Regions from separate parts of the Mus musculus genome. Here regions 1 and 2 are each linked to region 3. A link is a contact called in public Hi-C and HiChIP or PLAC-seq data. All regions are on one chromosome and are shown on one strand. Each heading gives the region's core, a stretch centred on a gene start, on an enhancer-like site or on the middle of the called end of the contact. The rest is flanking DNA. Distances are from core to core; before and after follow the strand shown. Region 1 has its middle 94 kb from the start of Gm23324. Region 2 overlaps Pcdh9 (protocadherin 9). Region 3 holds the start of Pcdh9 (protocadherin 9).

Region 1 (2,774 bases), core at 142-2,641, 650 kb after region 3:
AAAGTTTGTGTGTCCAATGGGCCACTCTTTCCAATGATGGCTGACTAGGCCATCTTCTGATACATATGCAGCTGGAGACATGAGCTCCAGGGATACTGGTTAGTTCATATTGTTGTTCCACTTATAGGGTTGCAGACCCCTTCAGCTCCTTGGGTACTTTCTCTAGCTCCTCCATTGGGGTCCCTGAGTTCCATCTAATAGCTGACTGTAAGCATCTTTTTCAATGCATCTGTTCCCGGGGCCATGAGAGCAGAGACTCTGTTTCTTCCTAAGATCTATCTAAGGTCATGATCTATTTCATATTGTTCCAGATAGAAGTGACCCTGACTAAAACATCTGGACCCCAACAGTGTTCCCAAACAAATCTTCTTTCCATTATAGTAATTTTATGAATATTTTTCACAGAAAATGTGGGGCAAGTGGACCATGCCACCAGACAGAAGAACTGATCAGACTGAGTGAGCTCAGACCCCTGTGAATCTCAGAAATGAGAATACAGGGAGAGGAAACACTCCTTGGATGCATGCTTTCCAAGGGGTAGCCATGACACCCTGCTGAGAGGACCTTGACAATCAGTCAGGTACCAAAAACATCTGGCATCCTTTTCCATGCAAATAGAGCACTACAAACATCTCAAATTGTGCCACTAAGAAACATCGATCCCTGCACCAAGACCATCACCGCCACCACCCACTCCTCGATGTTTTTAAAATTCTTGTCCACGTGGAATAAAGTATACAGTATACAAGATATTTCACAAAAAAATCCTCTGAGAGTGACTCTTTTACTGAGCTGTAACACATGGGAAGAGTTCTCTTTTGTCCAACGCATTTATCACTGGATCTTGGACCTGCCTGACAGGCTATGCTCACTGTTTAGCTGCCCCTGTCGCTGCCATTTTAAGACCAGAAGAGTCTTTCATCAAGAATGTCCCACTGTCAGAAACACAGAGAAGGAGATCCATGCAACAAGCAAGAGGTTTATTGATCCAGTGTGCTCTGGGGCTGTCCTACAATTGGGGAAGAGGTGACCCCGAAGATAATAAGCACACACTTTTTTTTATTACATATTTTCCTCAATTACATTTCCAATGCTATCCCAAAAGTCCCCCATACCGTTGGTTTAAGCCCAGTGGTGGCCCGAACTGATCTTTCTCAGCATTTGTGGCTCCAGGTGAGGTGAGGTCTTAGTCACCAGAAGAGGGAACTGAAACACTTTTGGTCGTTATCTGCACCTGCATTGTGGTCAGGGCTTCCTTGTAAAGCTTGTTTTGCTGGGTCATTTGGGGAAGGAAGTGTTCATCACAACCTTCTAGTGGAAAGTCCCCAGGGTGCTATCCTGGAAAGGACTTTCAGCGGTCATCTTATGTTCTCTAAGGTCGCACACCATTGTTGCGGCCCATGTTGCCCCTGCCGTTGGAACTGGCATTGCAGAGGGAGTGAGATCTTGGCTACCTGCCCCACAAAGGCTTCGAGAACTTCTTTCCTTCTTTGTAAGAGCTGTAATAAGTTCAGCTTTTCCGGGGTACCAAGAGAGCCATTCAATTTATTTGTTCTGGTTCCTCGAAGGACAAAAAGTAACAGAAAGTTGATTAGTACATAATCTGAGAAAGAGTTAAGGACAGGTAATGCCTTTAAAAATATATTGATTTATTATTTTTGGACCTGAGAGGAACACCTTATTATGAACTCTTGTTAAGCTTTGATGGAATGTGTACTTGTATTGGGATCAAAACTTATACGACCCATGTAAAGAATTCTGCACCCACATCATGTTTAATATTACATGAGACTGAATGCTACTCATTCAAAGATGGTCACGAGTGACTGTCCTCTGAGCCATACAACTTCTATCTTGAAGAAATTAGCTCTTCTATATCAAATCTGCCTGCAGAAGATAATCCCAGATGGCATGTTTACATTGGACCTTCCCATATGGATGGTCAGAATATGGCCACTTTGCCTTTTCATGTGGGAACTCTGCCCCTGGCCTAGGGGAGGGATTAGAGTAGACAGAGAGCAGGGAGTCTGTTATGTGGGAATGGAGAAGCTCTAGTTGATAACACTTTCTAGGTGTAGCAGGTTCGGGGAAAGAATACCGAAATCTATCTAACTCCTCATCTAGGCTCTGTAAGGAAGTGAAGTAAATTCATTGGTTCCCCAGCATGAACTTTGGTGGAATTATCCCTTAATCTGCCATTGTAAGATTGAGAGCAGGAGTAGACATTGCTTAGTTTCTCCAAGGGAAGGAAAGAATATTCGCATCAGAGACATCGTTTTGCTGCATCCTAGGAATAAAACTCACTGACAAGGAATGATGTTGCCTTAAGTCAAAAGAAAGGAGAGAATGAGAAAAGAAAGAAAAAAAGAAAGGAAGGAAGAAAGAAAACAAAAGAAGAAAAAGAAATCAAGAAGCAACTTATAGATATTGTAGTATCTAACAAAACAGGTTTCAAAAAGGAAAAAAAGAAAAAAAAAAACCCTAATCCACAGAGGAGAAGGCTACTACATACTTATTACAAAAGATAATTTATTAAGAATATATTACAACTTTAAACATTTGTACATCATAAGCAAGGGCAACCCAGTGTATAGAAGAATTACCACTATAGTTTAAATAAAATTGATCTTAAAACAGCAATGGCAAGGGGCTTCAGTATCTCAATCTTACCTATAGATCAGACATCCAGACAGAAATAAACAGAAATACTGAAGTTAAATCATGCCATACATGAAGTGAACCTAAGACATGTCTATAGAGAATTCCACACAAAT
Region 2 (2,806 bases), core at 239-2,738, 670 kb before region 3:
CCTCTGGTCCGGATGGTGGCCGGTTGTCTGCGGCCCGCCCAGGCTGCTGCCTCAGCGGCTCTGTGCTTCTGCTCGTCCCAGAAGCTGTCCGGTTCTCTGGCGCACCCTCTAACCTGTTCAGACTAATTTCCTAAGTTCTGCTGAGTCCCGGAACCCAGATGGCGACCACTGCTGCTGAGGCTGAGGCCGTCTCCCGAGCCAGGCGGACACCTGTCCTCTGGTCCGGATGTTGGCCGGTTGTCTGCGGCCCGCCCAGGCTGCTGCCTCAGCGGCTCTGTGCTTCTGCTCGTCCCAGAAGCTGTCCGGTTCTCTGGCGCACCCTCTAACCTGTTCAGACTAATTTCCTAGGTCCCGCGGAGTCCCGGAACCAAGATGGCGACCGCTGCTGCTGAGGCTGAGGCCGTCTCCCGAGCCAGGCGGACACCTGTCCTCTGGTCCGGATGGTGGCCGGTTGTCTGCGGCCCGCCCAGGCTGCTGCCTCAGCGGCTCTGTGCTTCTGCTCGTCCCAGAAGCTGTCCGGTTCTCTGGCGCACCCTCTAACCTGTTCAGACTAATTTCCTAAGTTCTGCTGAGTCCCGGAACCAAGATGGCGACCGCTGCTGCTGAGGCTGAGGCCGTCTCCCGAGCCAGGCGGACACCTGTCCTCTGGTCCGGATGTTGGCCGGTTGTCTGCGGCCCGCCCAGGCTGCTGCCTCAGCGGCTCTGTGCTTCTGCTCGTCCCAGAAGCTGTCCGGTTCTCTGGCGCACCCTCTAACCTGTTCAGACTAATTTCCTAGGTCCCGCGGAGTCCCGGAACCAAGATGGCGACCGCTGCTGCTGAGGCTGAGGCCGTCTCCCGAGCCAGGCGGACACCTGTCCTCTGGTCCGGATGGTGGCCGGTTGTCTGCGGCCCGCCCAGGCTGCTGCCTCAGCGGCTCTGTGCTTCTGCTCGTCCCAGAAGCTGTCTGGTTCTCTGGCGCACCCTCTAACCTGTTCAGACTAATTTCCTAAGTTCTGCTGAGTCCCGGAACCCAGATGGCGACCACTGCTGCTGAGGCTGAGGCCGTCTCCCGAGCCAGGCGGACACCTGTCCTCTGGTCCGGATGTTGGCCGGTTGTCTGCGGCCCGCCCAGGCTGCTGCCTCAGCGGCTCTGTGCTTCTGCTCGTCCCAGAAGCTGTCCGGTTCTCTGGCGCACCCTCTAACCTGTTCAGACTAATTTCCTAGGTCCCGCGGAGTCCCGGAACCAAGATGGCGACCGCTGCTGCTGAGGCTGAGGCCGTCTCCCGAGCCAGGCGGACACCTGTCCTCTGGTCCGGATGTTGGCCGGTTGTCTGCGGCCCGCCCAGGCTGCTGCCTCAGCGGCTCTGTGCTTCTGCTCGTCCCAGAAGCTGTCCGGTTCTCTCATGACTTAGATTTAAAGAAAAAAATTTTTGGAAGGAAACAGAGGTGTGCCTTCTGTCCTTCCTGGGTTTGGTTAGGCTGAGCATCACATAATGTTGTGGGTGCAAACATGTGGCTTCTTTGCGATATCACTTCCTCCCTTTCTCTGTTACTCACTATGGTGGCTGCTACTCCCTCATGACTCTGAGATCATTCCACAAGTATGCAATGTGACAATGTTTCTTTAAATAATATCTTAAAAATGGTAACAGTGTAAGGCATGAGTTATATACAGATAGCCTTTATTATTTTAATAGAACTTCATTTCACATTAATGCCCATTTTTAATTTGGCAAATTTTTTGCAGTAGTTTTAGGATTCTGAAATAGTTACAAAAAATTTGTATTCTTGGTTCACATACTTTTATTTTATAATGGTTGTTCCACAAAAGTGTTGGCTTATAAATATTAAGTCAACTTTGATGCTCAAAATATTTTTAATAAATATATTTATATGAATGTCTAATTCTTCTTATAACCAATACATTATGTAAACACAGACTAAGAAATTAATGTCTTGAGGTAAATAATCATATTTATCAAAACATTGAAACAACTTTTTTTTCAGAATTTTAATGGTAGATGAATAATCCAAAATTACAGTTTTGCAGAAAATGCGGAAGGCTAAATAGAAGTTTATAGACAGGAAAATATGTTGAAATGTTGTAAGGTGTGAATTCTTTTATATAATAAAATTTAATAAGCAGTAATTTTTCACAAATGTGATATCTGTATATAGAATTACAAAAATCTTCTAATTTATATTCACATATATGTGGCTATTATATTGTCTCCCAGATTTAAAAATTGATCTAATATTCATTATGTTTTCAGGATAACTTCCTTCACCTGAGCAAGAACTATTAAGACAGTACAATTTTTAAGTCATATATCAGTCTTGGATAGTGAAGAAGCATTTAAGACAATTTTCAAATTTTCTTGAAGAACTATTTTTCTGTCCTATCTATCTATCTATCTATCTATCTATCTATCTATCTATCTATCTATCTATCTATTCATTCACTTTGCATCCCAGTAGTTAGCCCCTCCTCCTAGTACCCTTCTCACAATTCCCTCCCTCATTCCCCTTCGCCTCCTTCTCTGAGGGGATGGAGGTTGCCCCTGGGTATTTCTGTATCCTGGCACATCAAGTCTCTGGAGGACTAGGTGCATTCTCTCCCATTGGGGGCACACAGGGCCTCTCAGTTAGGGGAGCACATTCCACAGACAGGCAACAGCTTTAGTGACAGCCCATACTCCAGTTTTTGGGGGACCAACTTGTAGACCAAGCTGCACATCTACAACACAGGTGTGAGGGTTGGGAGGTGGGCATAGTCTAGGTCCAGCTTGAACAACTATTTGATTGGATACATCTTATCTTTATTTT
Region 3 (2,899 bases), core at 331-2,830:
TAAGGACAGCAGCAGCTATTTTTACCTGGAATCCCCCCACCCCCACACTGTTTTGGTTTTATTATAACACTGTTTAATTCAAAGTGTGCATTCTTATTTTGCTTTCCCACACACCCCCCACCCCCATTTAACCCTCCTCCTGGTCTCTAGCCCACCTCCCCTAGTTGTTTGCGATGGAAAGAGCTCAAGTATTTAGCTATGATTGCTGCCAACTGCTTTGTCACATGTTAGATATGATGTGTTTTCTTCTCTGCCACACTGAGTCATCTCCTCCTCTCAAAAGACTGCTTTTCCTTCCTCCCAGTTCTTCAACTGTCTCATAATCCAACCCTCCTGGAAAATGAGCATTCGGACATGCTGCTGCAGCCGCAGCAACAGCAGTAGTCACTGGCCACTAAGGGTTCTCATTGCCTCAAAGCACAAAACCAAGACTTGGCATTTCTTCCTCGGAGGGTGCTCTCCTTTCTCCATATTTCCACATTGCCCCCGTTGAGATAAATAAACACATTAAAACTTTTTAAAAAACGTATCCTAATAGACAATTGCTTATCACAGAGGTGGACCAGCATGCCGGGATGGAAGTGAAACACAGACAACATTCCTATGTAACATCACGGTATTTTTTTTTCTATTGAGCATAAAAGAACAAAAATGCAGTTTCTTAATCCGGTGTCTCATTAGAATATTAGTAACATTTGCTACACATAAATACCGCAACCCGGTAACACACGTAGAAGAACTTCCGCTCAGATGCCCCTCTAACTGCAGTTTAAATGGGTGCAAGGCTCCAGGCAGCTACCCACCCGGAGTAAGACTGGTCAGCTCCCAGGCTCTAATCTTATCTGCATTAGGCTACACAGTAGCTGATGCCCGCGATTAGTTCCAGCTGAGTGGTGCAGGTGGGGATGCAGATACAACCCAGTAGGCGAGCTCTACCCTAGCCAGCTACCCAATTACAAACACCTCTCATCTACGCCGAGGACACAACTAAAGACGGTATTTCGAATTGTTAATGCGAAACTTTACACTTACATTAGTTGCCTCAACCTTGCCCCTTTCCCGGTAGGCTGCAGTTAAGAAGGATTTGCTCCAACACATAGAAAGCCATGCATCTGGTAGCACCAGTTTGGGGAGAATTCAGAAGCAGCAAAACGTTTTCTCCTTGTAAAATGTGTGGCTTCGGGCTGGCAAATTAGCAACTCCCGAGAACAAATTCACAGATTTGTCGTTAGTCATTCTCTCCACATTTCCTCGCTTTTACCCACTGGGTCTGGGCTCTTCTGGTATTTAACGCACACCACATCCAATTGCACTTCTTCAGCTCGGGAGTGTATCCCACCGCATCCAGCCTACCATTTGCATCCGATGGCAATACTGCTGAAGTCTCTAACTTCTAGTAGGAAACGTCAGAGTTGGGTGATGGTGATTTTCTGGATGTTTTCCCGGGGTGCCAATTGCCCGGCAAATTCTTAATCCGTGAGTCCTTTCGCGCTTAAGAGACTGAGGCTCTCCATCCTACCTCGCGTACTCTTCGTTTTTCCCTTCTCTTCTGCCCCCCTCTCCTTCTCCCTCTCCTCTCTCTCCTCTCTCTGAACTGAATTTCTTGATATAACTCTCAATAAGCCCAGAGGGAGGGCGTGACGACCGAGGCCCCACCTCCGGGTCCTGATTGGCCAGCATCTTGCAGTGCGGGAGGCTGCAGAGGGCTGCGGGAGGGGGCGCGGAACAAGGCGCTGACTGTCTTCAGCCTCCCCCTCCCCAGCGCCCCTCGGCAGCCGCGAAAACCTGGAGGAACGATCCCGGTCCCGGGAGAGCTGTTTTCAGGACGCGCACTGAGCATGCCCGGCAGGGGCCAGCACCCGGGGTGGCTCGGGAGCTCTGGAGCTCTTACCCAGCTTGCGGCGGCGGAGCCAGGGCGGTGCGGTTGCACCGGAGCGAAACCCGGGAACCTAGATTCTCGCCACCGGGTGGTGAGGGTCATTGAGGCCGCTCTTCTCTTGATGCATTTCTGTCTGCAAAGTGGAAAGGGCTAAATTGCAGAGATGGCTGAGACGCGCAGCCACCCCTCAGTGAGGAGTTTTGGCCAGCAAATCCTGGAGCGCATTAAACCATTAAACCGGCTCTGTGCCGGGTGCTGCAAATTGAGGCATTTGCTGGCAGGGACATCCGAAGGAAGGGCGAGGAGGGCGGAGAGCTAAAGATAGGGCAGTAGACATTTGAGTCTCGGTGGAAAATGGAAAGAAAATTAATCTGGGCTTTTACTGCGTGCAGGGTCACTGAAAGTGCCTGGGGAAAAGGTACGTTGTAGCTGGGGTCCCTGGGCGCAGCCACGGACAGTTTGCTGAGCAAGAAGTCTCCTTTCCTGGGATCTGATCGGAGCTTAGGCGCCTGGTCGTGGCAGAGCCTCTGTCGTTCTTTTGCCTCGCAGGGAACCCGGAAAACCTAGCTCTCTGGAACGAAGGCTTCATCTGAGCCTGCTGTCAGCTCACCTATGTGCGAACTTTGCTTCCGTCTGGCTTGAAGGAATCCCAAGCAGCTGTTAGCCAAGCTGCAAAGCTCCTTTCCCCCTTGCCACTTACTGCTGGACACATTTCCCTGCCAGGCATGGCCCTGACTTCAGCTCTGTAGTACATCCGCACAATCTTGTTTCTCATTTTTATACCAGGGCTGGATGGGATACTTCAGAAAGGGTCACCCTGATTTCTGTCATATTCCCTCAAAGCCTCACTCATCTTTAAAAACCAGTAAGTTAGGAAGGTTTGGCAGCACCGGTGCCAGACAGGTGCCTGAATAAAGTTTGATATAAAACCCTATTAGTTAAGTAACAAATCCCCACCTGAATGGTAATATAAAGGTGATCTGAGGTCTTACAGCATGGTTGACTTTTGCTAACTTGGAC

What was found. HiChIP or PLAC-seq counts read pairs in DNA pulled down with a chosen protein or histone mark. A called contact is a pair of places that touch in the nucleus more often than the background predicts.
Region 1: a contact with region 3 is called in a RAD21 HiChIP or PLAC-seq map of pro-B cells, with 3 times the contacts expected there. The contact joins the enhancer-like site here to the promoter of Pcdh9 in region 3. A contact is called at or near these places in 1 of 39 promoter capture datasets (the C10 cell line), 2 of 15 datasets of contacts at CTCF or cohesin (large pre-B cells and pro-B cells) and 1 of 115 datasets of contacts at active chromatin or transcription factors (large pre-B cells).
Region 2: a contact with region 3 is called in a Hi-C map of embryonic stem cells, with 2.5 times the contacts expected there. The contact joins the enhancer-like site here to the promoter of Pcdh9 in region 3. A contact is called at or near these places in 2 of 39 promoter capture datasets (the C10 cell line and hippocampal neurons), 2 of 484 Hi-C or Micro-C datasets (cerebellum and embryonic stem cells) and 1 of 9 other capture datasets (pancreatic islet).

What each region holds. Positions count from the first base shown.
Region 1 is chr14:94,540,905-94,543,678 of GRCm38.p6, forward strand. No RefSeq gene overlaps it. Among named protein-coding and RNA genes, the nearest start is that of Gm23324, 94 kb to the left of the region's middle. Within about 2 kb of position 1,392, at least 14 of the 459 cell types and tissues checked have an H3K27ac peak or open chromatin away from gene starts, as enhancers often do. A contact at or near this core is called in pro-B cells, where this site is marked.
Region 2 is chr14:93,215,098-93,217,903 of GRCm38.p6, forward strand. The region is part of intron 4 of Pcdh9 (protocadherin 9); the gene reads right to left. Among named protein-coding and RNA genes, the nearest start is that of Gm23509, 78 kb to the left of the region's middle. Within about 2 kb of position 1,489, at least 4 of the 459 cell types and tissues checked have an H3K27ac peak or open chromatin away from gene starts, as enhancers often do. A contact at or near this core is called in embryonic stem cells, where this site is marked.
Region 3 is chr14:93,889,089-93,891,987 of GRCm38.p6, forward strand. Pcdh9 (protocadherin 9) reads right to left here and starts at 1,581. Exons shown (of 5, transcript NM_001081377.3): 1 at 1,033-1,581.